Regions from separate parts of the Mus musculus genome. Here region 2 is linked to region 1. A link is a contact called in public HiChIP or PLAC-seq data. All regions are on one chromosome and are shown on one strand. The core of a region is the stretch at or near the end of the contact, and the rest is flanking DNA. Distances in the headings are between cores, read along the strand shown. Region 1 overlaps Parva (parvin, alpha). Region 2 overlaps Tead1 (TEA domain family member 1).

Region 1 (4,109 bases), core at 121-2,620:
TTTATAGAGGGAAATATCCTATCTTTTGATTTTAAAGAATTCTTATAAAGAATTAATGTTGGAAGTGATACATGTCTATAATCTCAACTACTAAAGAGACTGACTGGGCAGGAGGATTACAAGTTCAAGGTCAGCCTAGGTAATTTAGCAAGATCCTATTTAAAATTCAAATTTCTTTTTTAAAGGGGTTAAGACGGTAGCTTTGTGGTAGAATGCTTGCTTAGTGTGTGGAAGGCTGGAATTTAATCCCCAGGTTGAGGGAGGAAGGGAGGGGGAGGGAGGGAGGAAGGGAGGGAAGAAAAGGAAGAAGGAAGGAGGGAGGGGTAAGTTAGTTGAATGTTATTGATGGCTTCCTCCATATCTGCTAAAACATTCCTTAAAGATTTATTTTAATTTTATGTATATGAGTATTTGCCTGTATGTGTATATGTATAGTAAACATGGGTGCAGTGCCTATGGGGGCAGAAGAGAGGTCAGATCCCCCGGAACTGGTATTGCAGCTGTTTGTGAGCTGTCATGTGGGTGTTAGGAACCAACCCAGGTCCTCTGAAGAGCAGCCAGTGCCCTGAACTGCTGAGCCATGCCTCCAGCCGCTCAGAATAATCTTATATTTCAAAACATTTCATGTACAAGTTTTGAATTATTACCTCAGTGGTGCTAATTCTCTGTCCTCTGAGATTGCTTGTAACTGATTTTGAGACTTTTTCCTGTACTTTTGGGAGGATATTATTTATGATTTATTAAACTATTCAGATAATTTCCTCTCTCTCTCTCTCTCTCTCTCCCTCTCTCTCTCTCTCTCTCTCTCTCTCTCCGATGTATGTGTGTGTGTGTGTGTGTGTATACATGGATTGTCAGCAAGCACAGTTGAATATACACCACCTAGACTAGTTAGCACTAGGTTAAGTGCTACATGGTAGATATCCCATGATTCATCAAGAACAAACAAAAGCCCCTAAAAGCTATCACCTCCCCTCTTCCTGGAGTCTTAGGGGCTCCCCTGGGAGATTTTAGCATTTCCCCCACTGGACCCCCATTAGTCAGTCTAGGTCAGTGACACAACCCCACCAGGGAACCTGCTCGTGTGGCCTCTTCCCAACACTTTGCAGAAGGTGACTTCCTGCATACCTGTCCTGGTCCTGAGGACACGCTCCTCTAAGTACCCACAAGTGATATCTCCCTGCTTGTGTCCCAGTGTTTTCCTTAAGTGTGTCACTCACCATGGCAAATAATTATCCTAGCTGTATCCTATTATCTAATTGCCTCCTGTGTCATTATGTGTGTCCCCTGAGTCCAGCATCCCTGTAGGGACAGGGTGGAGGGAGGCTTCAGGTCTGTTTATTTATTTAACACAAGCTGCTCTGTGCTGCTAAGTATGTGGCAAACACTCAGAAACCCTCTCTGAGTAAGCAATTGGGTGACTCAGTAATTCTCACCTTACTCTCAGGCAAAACCCAGATTCTGGCCAGGGGCGGATTTGATCAGCTTTAGTGAGCTGGATTAGATTAGCTTTAGTGAACTCATTAGGAGAAAGAAACAAAAGGGTTTCCACAAGGGGCCATGCTTATCTTCCAGGCTGTCAAATTTGTCTATCCATCCTCTTCCATTCAAGGCATGGGTAACTGTTGAGTAGTTCCTGGGAGCTGAGAATGGAAGCTTCAGGGTTGGGGACACACACACACACACACACACACACACACACACACACACACACAGAGAGAGAGAGAGAGAGAGAGAGAGAGAGAGCCTTCCCTGGTTTCATGGTGTTCCCAGTCTAGTAGCAGAAGCTGGTTTTAAGCAAACCAACCAACCACTAGCTACACAGCTACAAATCGTGCTAAGTATCATAAAGGGGAGAGAATGGTGTGGATACCTGCAGTTGGTTTTCTCAATGAGCAGGGTTTTTCAGATGACAGGTTAAGCTGAGATATGCAAAGGTCCTGAGGTGTGGGTTGTATTGTTCCTTAGAGAGGCAACCAAAAGCTAGTATGTGACTGGAGCATGATGAGTCAGGGTGGAGTTCTATGGGGTGAGCCTGGATGGGGCCTGATGACGGGTAAGGTCCTGTGGTCCAGGCCTGGGCATTTGAGTTCTAATCAATTGATTATATGTTTTCCAAGATGCTGTATGCTAGCCACTTTTCTATTTTCTACATCACTATGATAAAAATGCCTAAGAAAAACAATAGAAGGAGAAAAGATTCAGGGCCATGGATTCATAAGCTTTCTTTCATGGTCAACTGGCTCCATTGACCTAGGCCTGGCGTGAGCCAAAACCCATGGTCGAGGACTCCCTCAGCAGTCAGGACAGACAGATGGACAAAAAAGGCCCTACCTGGGCTGGTGAGATGGCTCAGTGGGTAAGAGCACCTGACTGCTCTTCCAAAGGTCCAGAGTTCAAATCCCAGCAACCACATGGTGGCTCACAACCATCCATAACAAGATCTGACTCCCTCTTCTGGTGTGTCTGAAGACAGCTACAGTGTACTTACATAAAATAATAAACAAATCTTTAAAAAAAAAAAAAAGGCCCTACCTTTTTTGTAATAATGTCGTCAAATCGTGTGTACATCAATGGATTCACTCACTGCTTAGGATAGAATCCTCAGTTCAGTCCTGTATCCAAAGCCCTGCCTCTAAATACTACCCTCAGGACCGAGCCATCAACACGTTAGTTTGCAGGGAGATTTTAAAGCCTAGCCATGATAGCTTTTCTAAGCTAGCTTATGTGCTTAATAGTACCCCATCTAATAAATGTGTATTAGCTCATTTAATACTCTGACTTTACACACCTTAGGCGTTATTTATGTTTTTGAAAAACACAAACACAAAACAAAACACAAAACAAAACAAAAAAAAAACAGGGTCTCATGTAGTACAGACCTGAAGTCACTATGTACTAAATTTGGCCTTGAATTCTTGATCCTCCTTGCCTCCACATCCCAAGTGCTGATATTAAAGAATGTTCCACCACACCCAGCTATATAGCTATTATTAATATGCTCAACTTTCCAGTTGAGTAGCCAAGGCCCGGTGAAAATGGGCAATTACTCTGGTGTGACTAGAATGTTTATGGAGGGACTAGGAAACTCCCAGATCATCCTGAGCCTGCAGAGACTACACAGTGGCTCCCACTTGGCTATATAACTATATCTTTGGACCTTAAGTGGCTGGTCAAGTTTGTCAGAATAAGAACAAGCAGACAGAGGCTCTTTCCATAGTATAGGTGAAAGGTCACAGCTTTGGGCTTGGTGCGCTCTATCACTGAAGAGCAACGGACACTCCCGGGTGGCAGAATGGGGAAATATATGTGGGAATGAATAGATTTGATATATTTAGTCTGAAATAAAACACCTTGAAGGCACATTTTTATTAATGTAGAATTTTTAAAAAGAAACAAGAGGACTCAAGCTATATCACAGCACAAAAAGGAAGATAAAGAGAACAAGGAGCGAAATCACTAGGTAACCTTTGTCACTTTAACGCAGTAGAGATAGCAAACGAGAAAGGAAATAGTATTTGAAAGTTTGTCACTTCTCTAGACCACTACCCATAACTCCTTGCAGCATTAGCTAAGCAGGCTGACACAGGGACAGTGACAGCATGAGATAATGGGACTGGTCAGGAATTTATTGCCGTTAAGTGTGACGGGAGAGCTTCTGCCCTCCACCTGCCCTTCCCTTCCCTGCTTGCTGAAGTTTGATCAGTCTTCATGACCCTGCTCAGACCCCTGCCTGGGGTGGAAAAATAAAGCCGTCAATATGAATATGTGATGGCTTTGGTGCAAACTGACAGTTGACAGCAACCAACACTGGCCTTGTTGTGTGGCTTTTCTGCTCAGCCTTTGAACAATGGGTTTCGGAAACGATTCCCACCACAGATGATCCGTTTTGAAAAGCAGATTTTGGTGCCTGAAGGCATGTTTTTTTCAAAGTGTCTAGAAGCTTCTGTCATGCTGGATCACCAACAAGGCGATGCAAAGCTACAAGGAAGCTTCTATTACTATTAGCAGTATGAAATATTACGTTTTAGACAAAATCTTCAAATACAGCCGCTCTGTGACTACCTTTGAGTCTCTTGGGCAGGCAAATGGCCTTGGTCAGAAGTACA
Region 2 (4,422 bases), core at 686-3,185, 230 kb after region 1:
ATGTCACTGGGGGCAAAGCTAGGACACAGGCTCCAGGATTAAGTGTGGTCTGTCGACTACCCCCTTCCCGTGCGCCATTGGTGTTGATTCTCCTTTAAATGTGAGCAAAGCAGTTGTCTCTATACCCTACATTTTTTTCCTTATTTCACAAAACAAACAAACAAAAAAACCAAAATAATAACTATCATGACAACAAAAAAAATCTCTAATAACAATAAAGGAAGCAAAACAAAAGAGCAGAAAAAAAAGAGAGCTCTTTTAAAATAACCAGTAGACCCCCACACTGAAGTGCTTTGTCATGTATCTGTAGGCTTGCCACCACAGAGACCGTAAGCAAATGCTTTTCTCATGGCTGTCTTTCTCAGGATGACTTTTGATGGTCTCACCCTGCATCCTACAGACTGACTGAGTTTACTTTCCCAGTTCTTTGTTGTTGGGTATTTAGATGTCTCTCCTCCCCCTCCCCCCCCCCCCGATTTTATGATGTTAATAAATGATACTTTGAGATGCAGACTTACTGTGATTGTAGATTATTTTCTTAGGGTCAGTTTCCAGAAGCAGGATTTGATGAGTTAAAAGACAAAAGAATTTTTTTAGTTCTCAATGGCTACTGACTCCTAAGTTGTTTTCCAGAGGAGTGTCTGGAGCTCCACTGTGCTGCAACATTGTGGCCCACTGCAGATGCTGAGTGTTTTACAAAGGCTTGGGTCAGGGGTGCACGTGTTCAGTTCTTTCTTGGATCGTGGAAAGGTTGCATATGGCTTGACTTATTCTTCTTCTTAAGCTTTTATTTCCTTTGCTTTTTATGGGCAGCTCCTAGCTAGCTAGCTCAGGTCAATTTTTTTTCCCCCTATGTAGAATTTTTTAGATTCCGGGATTTTACAGATAAAATACAAACCAACTAAATTAACAACTGAGCCCAAATGTCCATCTGTATAATAAATACTTTGGACATATTTTATGGTTGGATTAGCTGTTTGTGATCTTAACTTCCTTACAGGTCACGAGTTAATAGGGTGACATTCGGAGAGTTGGGGGTCTTTTCCTCTTCTTTTTAGACTTCTCTTTGTTCTCCCCCCACCCCCCCGCCCCGCTCCCATTTCCTGTCCCCACCCCCATGCACTATGTTTGTGTCTTTGGAGATAAAAACATAAAAGGAATGGTTTTTAGTCACACGCCTTCAACTCTCTCACAACGCAGCTTTCCTAAATGATGTACTATAGACTGAGAAGAGAATCGCGGCATTGTAACAAATAGCCTGTGACTAAAGCAGGAAATCTCAGAGAGGTGTGTTTGAGGGTGTAATCCTAGCTGGTAGTATGGGGGAGTCTGACGTGTTTTTCAAGTTGGTCTTGACTCACCCTGTTCTTTCTGGAATGTTTGCTATCCTCAGTATGACAGCGTCGCCTTGATGACAGGCTCTCTCACTGGGCCATGCATACCAGGGCCCCAGAACTGGTTTGCTTATTTGCCTGGGGAGAACTGTGGAAACACCCCCTGCAAGGGGGGGGGGGCTTGCCACAGCAGCACTCAGCGTCTGACGGGCACTCGGTGACTGGGCTCCAGGCTTGCACTGGGGATGCCAAGGTTAGGTCTGGCCTCACAGTGCCGCCCTCTCCTCCAACCCTCCCTCACTCCTCCCTCACTTAATGGTGGCCGCTCTACCTGGGTGATGCTGGCCGGGTGCTTGCCTGGTGGGAGAATCTAAAGTTGGCAGTGTAGCCGGGTGTGCGGTGGCTCTGTTGCTATTTAATTTGTTAATGAAACACGGAGCCCATCCCCCCTCCTGCACACCTCTCCGCTGTTTGCGATGAGGCACAATTAATTTATTTGTGCTGTCTGTGGAGGCGGATGGCGGCTAATGCAGTGAGGGCTTTTATCTTTACGTTTGTAATGAAGAGGAGCAGGCTGCTGGCAGATTGACAAGGCTTACAGATGACTCACTAGCCGGCTGCAGATGCTTTCTTCTGAAATAATAAAATGTGCACTCGCAAGCCGGGTTCCTGCGTGAAACAGGCAGAGCTGGTTTGGGAAAGTTCATGCAGAAGAAAGAAGAAGAAAAAGGCGGGAAGCTCCCTGTGGGCTGCCTGGCCCGACTGGCTGGACTGGGGCAGGGCTCCTCTTGCCCTTTTTGGAAGGGGAACTCCTAGCCTCCCCTCCCTGCTCACTCTCCAGGTTGGCTCATTTCTGTTGCCGCAGACACCATGCTCACAACCACCTCTCTTGGGGTCCTATCGTGAATCACGTGGTGAGGCCTGCCTAGGAGGCCCCAACGTTTGCAGCCCATTTGCTCTCAGCCTGCAAGTGTATCTGGGGTTCCTCTGGCCTTTGTGTCTCTGGGTCTGGGCTTTGGTGGTGGCCTTGTTTATCATGAGTGACATTCTGTCACCTACTCTGACATAACAGTTACTATAGCAGTTTATCTAATAACTGCTACTTAATTCAGGAAAACTGCATTTTCTAAGTTGGAGGCATGTGGACTAAAATGACTATTCTCTTGACTTTCCAGTTGGGATATTCTGACATTGAAACGTTTTGTGAGTTGGATTTGTTTTATTCCTCATTCTAGAGATGAGGAAATGGAGATGGGTAGAGATTAAAATAATGTGTCTGTAATCACAAGGGAAGGTACTGACCTTGAAAGCCAAATGTCCAAAACTTGACCTTAAGATCTTTCCATGACACTGATATTCTAAGGATGAAATAAAACATTCATAAATGGCTGACCATTGCAGTTTAAGAATTAGATGAGATTATCTATATATCTATATATATTTATGGTATATTTCTATAGTTCTGTAGGCTAGCTGGAAACCACAAGATACTTAAAAGTTACCTTTTAAGCGTACCTGCAGTTCATGTGGTTTAGGCAGGTGGATTGTCCTGTGTTCGAGATCAGCCTGGGCTGGACTACAGACCGTGACCCCTTAGAACCAATGGGTATGGGGGAAAGCTGAAAGTCTGCTATGGGTCTGAGAAATGCATTGTAAAGTATACTTAAGTACTGAATCAGTTGCAGAGGGCCAAGTGTCAGCGTCCAGTTGCACCTGTCTCCTGTGCCAGCAACACAGACATGAACATGTTATCCTAACTGAGCCAGAAGGAGCTATGGGGATCTTACAGATGGAGCGACTCTGAGGATACTATTCACTTATCTAACCCATGCATGCCCACAATAATCAGCTGAGCTCCCACCGGGCTGGGAGACAGGCTTAGGCTGTGAGCAGAACATGCAGGCCTGTCTCCAAGGAACTTGCAGTCAGTGGAGGAGAACACAGTTGAGCAGGCACTGCCATGGCCAGTGACAGGAACAGTAATGAAGAAGTTGGGACATTCGAGTGCTCCTAGTAGGGTAGAGGGACATTGAGAAAGAGGCACCATAAAGGAGTGGCACTGACCAGGAGACTTGAAGGCTTTTGCAAAAAATTAAACATTAGGTTTTTAGATGTAAAAATTTTCTACCTTACAATTCTCAAATTCAGCTAATGTCAGTTGTAAGTAGGCATGGCAAGAAACTGCTGAACCAAGCCACCCTGGACGGCAAAGCAGACCTGCTGAGCTGCCTGGGATAGTGGAGGACAGCATTCCACAGCAGGGGCTCAAGCTGCCTGGTGATGGTGGGAGACCCGAGCAAACACCATCACAAGAATCTGGTTTACTGACCATCTGGTCAGCTCATTGATTTTTTTTTTTTCCTTGAAAAAAAAATCTGAGGAGATTGGGGCCGTTGTCTGAGATGAACATTGGAGGTCAGAGGGCTGAGGAAATGGGGGCAGTTGTCACTCTGAGATGAACAGTGGAGGTCAGAGGGCTGAGGAGCATGAGCCAAGGGCCTTAGGAGCCCTGGGTTGAGGTTAGCTCCCTGTGGTTGGATTTTGTGTGCCAGCACTTACAGATATTTAATCCCCTCTTCTACCTGGCTGGTACTTATACCCGCTTAATTTGGACAACTACCCCAGTCCAATCCTCTGGGAAGCAAAGGTATTTGGGGTTATCATGTACTGTGGAGGTGGGAGGTGGGGTAAGGGGCTGGTCTTCAACAGCCTATGGAGGTGGCAGGATGTCTAAAGGGTTGAAAGTCAGGTGGACCTCTGGCAGCATCCAGAGACTGGGCAGAAGGTGGCACTAAGGATGAGCTTAGTCTTGGTGGCATGGATCTCAAGTGTTTGTCTCCTTGTCTGAGTGGTGGGGAAGACAGGGAGAATTCCCAGCAGTATCAGGAGACAAGAGAACTTCAGCTTTCGTGGTCCTATTGACTGACAGAGGTACTTACTAGCGAATGGATCCAGAGCCTGTTTGAGTTGTGACAGATGGAAAGGTATCGGGACCTGTTTGAGCTGTGACAAATAGATCCACGTTGAGACTTCCTGAGGTTTAGCTGCCATTGTTGTGGTGAGGATGGCCAGATGTGTCTGCTCCAGC

The links. HiChIP or PLAC-seq counts read pairs in DNA pulled down with a chosen protein or histone mark.
Region 2: a FOXA1 HiChIP or PLAC-seq map of pancreatic cancer cells shows a contact between it and region 1. The contact joins two enhancer-like sites. A contact is called at or near these places in 1 of 15 datasets of contacts at CTCF or cohesin (the NIH/3T3 cell line), 1 of 484 Hi-C or Micro-C datasets (embryonic stem cells) and 1 of 115 datasets of contacts at active chromatin or transcription factors (pancreatic cancer cells).

The regions. Positions count from the first base shown.
Region 1 is chr7:112,490,526-112,494,634 of GRCm38.p6, forward strand. All of the region lies in intron 1 of Parva (parvin, alpha), which reads left to right. Among named protein-coding and RNA genes, the nearest start is that of Gm45998, 41 kb to the left of the region's middle. Within about 2 kb of position 1,371, at least 44 of the 459 cell types and tissues checked have an H3K27ac peak or open chromatin away from gene starts, as enhancers often do. A contact at or near this core is called in the NIH/3T3 cell line and pancreatic cancer cells, where this site is marked.
Region 2 is chr7:112,718,891-112,723,312 of GRCm38.p6, forward strand. All of the region lies in intron 1 of Tead1 (TEA domain family member 1), which reads left to right. Among named protein-coding and RNA genes, the nearest start is that of Tead1, 42 kb to the left of the region's middle. Within about 2 kb of position 1,936, at least 151 of the 459 cell types and tissues checked have an H3K27ac peak or open chromatin away from gene starts, as enhancers often do. A contact at or near this core is called in the NIH/3T3 cell line and pancreatic cancer cells, where this site is marked.